2 separate regions of the Capsicum annuum genome follow, and region 1 is linked to region 2. The links are chromatin contacts, called in public Hi-C maps. All regions are on one chromosome and are shown on one strand. The core of a region is the stretch at or near the end of the contact, and the rest is flanking DNA. Distances in the headings are between cores, read along the strand shown. Region 1 holds the start of LOC107850409 (probable protein phosphatase 2C 60). Region 2 holds the start of LOC107849141.

Region 1 (4,222 bases), core at 560-3,059, 350 kb after region 2:
TTTAAAGAAAAAATAAAAAGAAAACGTTTAATATTGGCATAAAAAAAGAGAATGGTACTAGGGTTCAATTTTTTGGTTGGTTGATTTATTTATAAACCTTTCTTCAAGGGTTTAGACCTAAAGATAAAGAGAACAATATTTAATCAGTTGTTTTGCATGCATTCCTACTTTATTTGAAAGAATTGAATAATTAATAGTCTCTTTCTTTTTTCATGGTGGGTTATTTTATAATTTTTCATTACATCATATATGGTCTGTTTTTGTACTCCATCTATGTTTAGTTATCTCCTTGCATTATTTTTTTCAGTTAATTGCTTTAAAGATTATATATGAATTATACAAAATTAATAATTGATTTGCATGAAGCATGATCTTTAATTTTATACAACGTACAATGACATATTTGATATACAATATTTATTTACATCATTTGAATATACATAAATTTATTTTAGCATCATTGCCATTTTTAATTATTTTTGTATTTATATATAATTTTATTTATTGATGCAAGTTACACGTGCAAAGCATGTAAACTAAACTAGATATATATATATATATATTATTATTATTATTATTATTATTATTATTATTATTATTAGTTATATATAAGAGGGAGTTTGAGTGCTGAAACAGACAGCAGGTCGACATGCCTGCTTCAGCTGCTTCAACCGTATTTTTATTGTATCATCCTTAATTAATTATTATAAGTTATTTACGTATTAGAAAAATAATAATATTTAATATAATTAAGTAAAATAAATATTTCTAACATGTCTGCTTCAGCTGTTTCAACCGTAATTTTATCATATCACCCCCAATTAATTATTATAAGTCTTCTAGGTATTAAAAAATTAATAGTATTTAATAAAAAAAAATGAAATAGACATAAAATAATAAATTAGCTCTTGATATTTTAAATTAGCTTAACGTGTTATATGAGGCCCACTTAGATTATTTTTCACAAGTAATTTTCTTAGTTATTATGTTATATCACTTCAAATACATGTTTATTTCATGGCTTCAATCGTGATTTTACTATATCATCCCTAATTACTTATTATGGTTATTTAAGCATTAAAAAGTTATATTATTAGTATCCCATATAAGAAGTGATAATAAGCAGTTGAAATAGGCTACTCATGGTCGACATACCTGCTTCAGCTACTTTAATCGTGATTTTACTACATTATTCCTAAATAATTATTATAAGTCATTTATGTATTAAAAAATTAATAATATTTAATAAAAAACTAAAATAGATATTTATGACATGATTGTTTCAACTAATTCAATCGTAATTTTACTATATTATTCATACTTAATCATTTTAAGTCATTTAAGTATTAAAAAATTAATAATATTTAATAAAAAGTGTAAAATAGACGTAAAATGATAAATTAATTTTTGATGTTTTAAATTAACTTGACGTCTTATATGAGACCACTTAAAAAAAATTCACAAATATTTTTTGTAATAATTTTACTATGTCACTTCTAATTAGTCGAATAGAAGAAAAAAATATTATAAATCACAATAATTAAAAACTTAAATAATTTTAAAAATCTAATTGACTATCAATGTCACAAAAGTTTGAACAACTTAAAATATCGTTGCACAAATTTCAACAATCTAAATATAATATGATATGCCTAACTTAGAATTTATCAATCAAACAAATGAACTTTTAATTAAATGATAGAATTATATATAACGTAGAATTTTTAAGGATCAACATTGGACCGTGCTTAGCACGGCGTGAGCCGACTAGTATATATATCTATGTATGAAATTTTTTATTTTCATTCAATTCCGGATAATGTTAGGAAGACTATTATGAAACAAAAAAATATAAAAATCATGAAAAAGTGGTGTCATGCACCCCCGGTTAGCCGCTTCTTAGCTAAACGATCTCTAAATCATTTCTCTGCGAATACCGGCTTCGACATTGGGCGAGTGAGTTTCTTCCAAACCCTAATGCACACTTGCCAATTATTTCCCTTTTGATTCTCTGTCTCTCTTCAATTTAAGCGACCCATCTTTATACAGGAACTGGTAACAATTTTGCAATTTTTCAGCTTAATTGTACTTGTGAAACTGTATAGTTATTTGAATCATCGTAATTTAAAACATACTGAATTTACTTTCCTATGATGTTTCAATTAGCTTAAACTATTGAAATTTACTTCCATAAAACTTATTCTTGTATTATGTAATCATTTATCGTGTCAAGAGACCGATTGCATCGCCAATTCTGTTTTAAGTTATCTGTTCAATGCTGCTATGTTATTCTGGCTCTTCATAGTATAAAACTGTTCTTCTTTTAGTGTTTTACACTTGATAAAAGATTATTGATGCATCATATCTCAGCAACAGAAAAAGAATGCAGATACTTAAAAATGCCCTTTAACTTGACTTCAGCGTAAATTTATGCACTCCAACTCTGGGTGTGCACAAATTGGCACGTAAACTATCATAAATTTGAACGTGTGTGAGTTGACACACGCGTCCTACTAGATTTGTCACGTAGGATGCGTGTGTCTACTTGTTTAAATCTAGATTTGCCATGTAGGACACGTGTCTATTTGTTCAGCTTTATGATAGTTTAGTATCTATTTGTGCACACTCAATGTTGGAGGGCATAGATTCCAACCGAGGCCAAATTAAAAGGCATGTTTATGCATTATGCCGAAAAAGAATTGTGTTATTGCGTTGATCTATCTTATTCTGAGAAATAGAAAAACGATAATGATACCCCCTCTTTCCTAATTTATGTGGCATACCCCCTCTTTCCTAATTTATGTGGCACAATTGGAATTTGGATAGTCAACTAAGTTTTTCTTTGATTGGAATTTCCTTATATGCCTTTTAAATATTTTAAGTTGTTAATCATTGTAATATATAGTATTTTTTACGTAGTTTTCAAATATACAAATTTTATTTCAAACAACTTAAAGCTTCTATGTCCGAATTCACCGTCAAAGTTTAAAAGTTTGAATCTTGAAATTCCAACCGTTGGGATGGAGGGGGTACATATTTTTTTTTATATATAATTGAGAAATCCATGTGGCCAGTTCTTAGGATCAATCAAAACTTTCGAAACTCTGGGATAATGGGTCCGCTCTTTTATCCTTCTCCAATTAAATACCAGGCTTAGTTTGCATGGTACTTAATTTTTTTAACAACAGCTGTTTCAACCGTCCGTTTTTTGTGTTCTTTCCCTTTTTAGGTTTCATAGTGTATAACTTTGAAGCAGTTGCTACCATTCTTATTTGTTAAATGTTAAGACATCTGGGAATTAAGACAAGAATCAAAGAGTATCCCTTCAAATGTTATATGATTCAGTAGCTTATTTAGTGCTCCCTCACCTTCCATTGGTTTTTGTGTTCTTTCCCTTTTTAGGTTTCATAGTGTATAACTTTGAAGCAGTTGCTACCTTTCTTATATGTTAAATGTTAAGACATCTGGGAATTAAGACAAGAATCAAAGAATATCCCTTTAAATGTTATTAGATTCAGTATAGTACTCCTTCACCTTCCATTTTATATCAAACTTTCTCCTTTTGTGGGACATCCAGAATTTTTTGATGCAATGCCATTTATATACAATGTTCACGATTTTCAAGAATTTAAGTTCTTTAAACTAAAGGGCAGCCCGGTGCACTAAAGCTCCTACGCTGCGCAGGTCCCGGGAAGGGTCCGACCGCAAGGATCTATTGTACGCTGCCGTACCTTGCATTTCCGCCAGAGGCTGTTTCCAAGGCTTGAACTCATGTCCTCCCGATCACATGGCAGCAACTTTACGAGTTAATCCAAGGCTCCCCTTTAAACTATTCAAATTTTAAATTCTTTTTCTATCATAGTAATTTTCAACCATTACTTAAAAGTTTCTTCCAATACCATGTATAATATATATGCACTTCTATTAACATTTTAAATTTCAAGCCTTGGAAACAACCTTGGAAACAGCCTCTGACAGAAATGCAAGGTAAGGTTGCGTACGATACACCCTTGTGGTGGGGCCCTTCCTCGGACACAGCACATAGCGGTAGCTTTAGTGCACCGGGCTGCCCTTTTTTTATTAACATTTTAAATTTCGAGTCCAATCAAATTTCATCATACAAAATTGGATGGATGAAGTTGTATATTTCTGTTTACCACCCTGTTGGTTTATCTATTACATTTTTACTAGAAAAATCTTGAACACCCTTCTCTATAGCGCC
Region 2 (4,445 bases), core at 392-2,891:
ATGGCAGAATGTTCCCATTTGACAAACCGGGTTGATTTGAAGAGTGTCTCAAGGAAACGCGTGATCCATTTTGCTCATAAGAGTCATTTGAAGCCTCATTACTACCAAGCACTATATTAGGCTTCAAAAACTTATTATCTCTTGATGGTGGAACTTTTGCATTACATGCATTTTTCAAAATAGAACAGATAAACTGATTGTGCAGTGCAATGTTATCTCTCCCGAAGATCCTAAGACAAATCTTACTGAACTCACCCTTTCTTATTTTCAAGCTTAGCAACCTATTTAAGTAATAGAAGTACTGTTTCGACCCATCTGGTCCGAGTTTCCTCACTATTTGAGCTTTCAATTCGGCAAGATTGATCCGTGAATGCTGATGTGGAGGTTGCATATCTGTCAGAACATAAATCCCATACAAAAGAAGCAAAGACTATATAGTTCCTACTGGTTGAAAACAGAGAATGTCAGGACCAGAACCCAATTCCACAACTAAAATTAGGGTTTATTCCTCCCAACTCCAAAAAGCTTACTTGGAAACTACATTGAATTCCTGTAATAGTAATATTTGCGTTGCCAAATCAAATCCAATCTCCAAAATCCCAACTTGTAACAGTATTAGATTTAAAAGGGCTGAGTGAGGTCTCCAACAGAAATCCAAATTCTCAACTAAATCTCCCTCCAAAACCCAATCTCGAGAAAGTATAAATCCCAAGTCCCTAATAAGACTCCATGCCTAAAATACCATCAAAACTATTGTTACTTAATAAAAACTCTCCATTTCCAGCAAGAACACCTCGCTGTAATTCCAAGTAAAGCCACAACTTTATTCCCAATTCAATAAGTTGAAACTTCCAAGAATTCCAGAGCAAACCTAAGCATACCCAAAATGTCACTTTTTATCTAAAACTTCAAAGCTTGAAGCTTCACACTTCAAGTTCAAATTCATTCTACATGAAATTGGGATGAAAGAACAGAGATTTATACTTAAAGGGTGAGAGAAATAAGAGTTCATACGGATGAAAGTGGACACTTTTGACCTTATTGGACCAATTCAGATTCACAAAGTATAGAAAAACAAATGCTTTTCAACTCTTACTTGTTTCTTGATACTCATGTAGCTTTCTCTTCCATCGCTCTGCATTTCAATATATTCTTCTCCAGAAAATCACAATTCTGAATCAAGAATTGACAATACCTACCTTCCCCTCTTTCTCTGTCTTTCTCTTCTTTCCTGAATCGAACTTTCTTTGTTCTTGTGCTTTTCTTAAACATTTTTTCTCTCCTTTCTTACTCACTCGCGTGCAAGAACATATTGTCACGCTCTATATTTCTCGTGTTGTGGCACGTGATTGCTGATTGAGTATTTGTAGAGACGTGGGATTGGTAGTACTAACTGCGCGTGGGTAAAGTTAGGTAAGAGGAAATATTTGCTCAAAGTTTGTACATATTTTGTAAGAAAAAAGAAAGATTCTTCTAAAGAGAAAATTCTATAAACTGCTTAGAGGATTTAGTTGAGCACTTGTATAGATGTTTACACCAGTCAAGCAGTCCTTTACTAATTGCTAGTACCTACATAGGAATGGAAAATTCTATTCTAAAGATGATGAACAAAGTAATTTGGTCTGATCCAAAAGTAAGTCAAAGTTCAAAACTAGGGGAACTAGAGGTAGCCTTCGTTTTTGCTGCATTCTTAAGACTTCCAAGCAAGATGAGTCGACGTCAGAAGTATGAAAGAGCTGAAGTGATTATTAAAGAATTAGGCCTGGAAATCGATTTTCGATTTATAAACACACTAAATTAATAAAATATTGGTTATCAGTTTTTGATTAGTTGGTTTTGATTTTTATCGGTTAGGTTTTCAGTTTAATCGATAAGAAAATATTTCTCTATTTTCTTTTACTTTATCTTATTTCATTTACATGCATAAAGTTTGCACCAACACAACATCATATAAAATACAAAAAACAAGAAGGTATGTATTTAAAATCTAAAATCACTATTATATAAACAAAATATAGTTTTAAAATAATCTTATTGAGTTATCTATTTAACCATTAACTAAAATCTTAAAATACAAAATTGAAAATCGAATCTATAGTCCAATAAGAAAATTACTAAACCATTTAAAATTATTAGCCCATAACCCGATAGCATTAAATCATGAACATTTTTTTTAATTAGTTATTAGCCCATAACCCGATAGCATTAAATCATGAACATTTTTTTTAATTAGTTTATCAGTTTAATCAATTTTTGTGCGCCCCTAGCCAAAACACACAACACTATTTACTGAATATTTGACCACCATTGTTCATTTAAATGTTTCTCAAATAACTTGAAAATTTATGAACTTAACCAATTCGGAAACATAGGCAGATACGGGTGTGATTACATCACATAAAAGGGCGGGCATGGACCATACCATAGACCTTAAACCTAAAGTCGATCTAGTTGATTGATGAATCTCCCCATCAGATCTAAACTATAAAACCCCGAAGAAATAATTACACTTTTTAAAGTGTTAATCCATTTTTAGTTAATGACTAATATGGTGAAAATTAAAATTATATGTCCAATGATAGTAAATATATCAATAAGTGTGTTGGGAAATGATTTCGAAGTGAGTTGCATGGATGTTATGACTTAAAAATTGAGTTAAAAAAGAGAAGATGGAACAAAAGATCTCATAAAATCCTTTATGATGAGTTTGTACCATGAGGAGACTGCTATATGGTCGAGGGATGAGACAGGACAATTTTATCCATCGTGTTGAGGTTACAAGAGGATATCGAGCAAGCCATCAGACCTCACAAGGGGTTTGTGTGACTCGACATTACTTAATTATTTTCAAATAGTGAATACCCTAAAAATGGATATTAATAGTGGTTGATGAAGATGGTGAATTAGATATAACTAAATGAACTTAATATATTAGATAGTCATAGATAATTAAAATACTTATTGAACTATTTTTTATTTGTACTTATGAATTATTGAATGTATAGAATAAATGGATTACTCAAGACTTCACTTCAATTTAAGAATGGTGTAGTGTGAACTTAATTATGACTTATTTAAATATGAATTGTTCTTGTTAAGCATGTAATTGGTATTGTTAAGCCCTAATATGTATAGATTGAGTCTTTTTTACAAATTGTTGGCCTCGAGTGAATGGATTTTCACTTAAGCCTAAGCTAAATAGAGGCTTGACAGTTTAAGTATGTCATCCTACATAAATGCATATCTTAAAAGTGTTGGATCAAATGTGAAATATCCTGGGTTTTGGCCCTTGGAGAATTTCTGAGCTTTGAGCTCACTAATCTGCTGAAGACTTAACCATACGAGTTGTATGGTGTGGGTACAGGTCAGGTGACCCGAATCATTAGGTGTCCAGTGGATGTTTGTTGGGTTTCTGTTATGGTTACGATTTAATTGTACGAGTCATTACAGGTGGTGATGGGTCATTAGGACGATCCTTTATCAAATTATAAACTTAGTGACTTGACTTGGATCTTAGTACGAGTGGCTCACTAAGAGCCGTGAGGATAGGGTATGAGTTGTATAGTTGAATCATATGGTGGACAGTGTGTGGGTGTCTAACTCACTGTATTAATGACACCACAATGGTACGAGTCGTATGTTGTGGACACAATTCACGTGATCGACTTGTAACCACCCACGGTATTTTTACAGTTTTAAGTTAGGGGTATTCTGGACATTTTATCTTTTAACTCCCTTTGACACCACGACTTAAAACACCTTTTGGGACATCATTAATCTATTATTTTCAATCAAACACTTTTAAAATCTCTCTCAAACTCTCGTTCAAGCAAAAAGCTAGGGTTTTATCAAGATTCTCAATTAAGGCTTGAAGGGTAGTTTCTCTCTGTCGTCCTTGGTGTCTAAGACATGTTACTCCTCCCTCGGTGTTTTAGTTGTAATAGTTTTTAAACAAAGGTTGTGGGTTTTGGATGTTGATGGTTGAACAAGGTTTCTCATGGTTTAATTATGTTTTCTTTCATGCTTTTAGTATGATTTTGACATTGTGGAATGCATGTTAATGGTAAATGAATTTCGGGGTATTATGAATTCCCCAAATTACTTGGGTATGGTTTGAAACTTATGTGCCCTCAACCTGTTTGTTAAAATACCAATGAGAATGATTTTGGTCACCTAGCTTGACTATTCTTGGAATCCTTGCATTGCATAAATGATAATGGAAATTAAATTGGTTTGGTTTGATTTCAAATGGTTTTGGGAAGGCTTTGGTGGCCATGGTCTTGATTTAATTGAAAACAATGGAGTTTAATTTTGGTTTAATAGTTCTATATGGCATAAAAATATAGATTTGCAAGCTTTAATTTTGGTATGACGATACCAATGGTTAATGCCAAATTAAAAGACTCCTTGATAATTGGTTGGGAATGTCAAAATTATTTAATATG

The links. Hi-C and Micro-C count contacts between places; a contact is called where the count stands out from the background.
Region 1: a Hi-C map of leaf shows a contact between it and region 2, with 2.3 times the contacts expected there. The contact joins the promoter of LOC107850409 here to the promoter of LOC107849141 in region 2. A contact is called at or near these places in 2 of 5 Hi-C or Micro-C datasets (bud and leaf).

What each region holds. Positions count from the first base shown.
Region 1 is chr12:174,155,672-174,159,893 of UCD10Xv1.1, forward strand. It overlaps LOC107850409 (probable protein phosphatase 2C 60), which reads left to right and starts at 1,810. Exons shown (of 11, transcript XM_016694905.2): 1 at 1,810-1,956. The coding sequence starts at 1,837.
Region 2 is chr12:173,807,343-173,811,787 of UCD10Xv1.1, forward strand. LOC107849141 reads right to left here and starts at 1,642. Exons shown (of 2, transcript XM_047401067.1): 1 at 1,097-1,642; 2 at 1-871. The coding sequence starts at 391.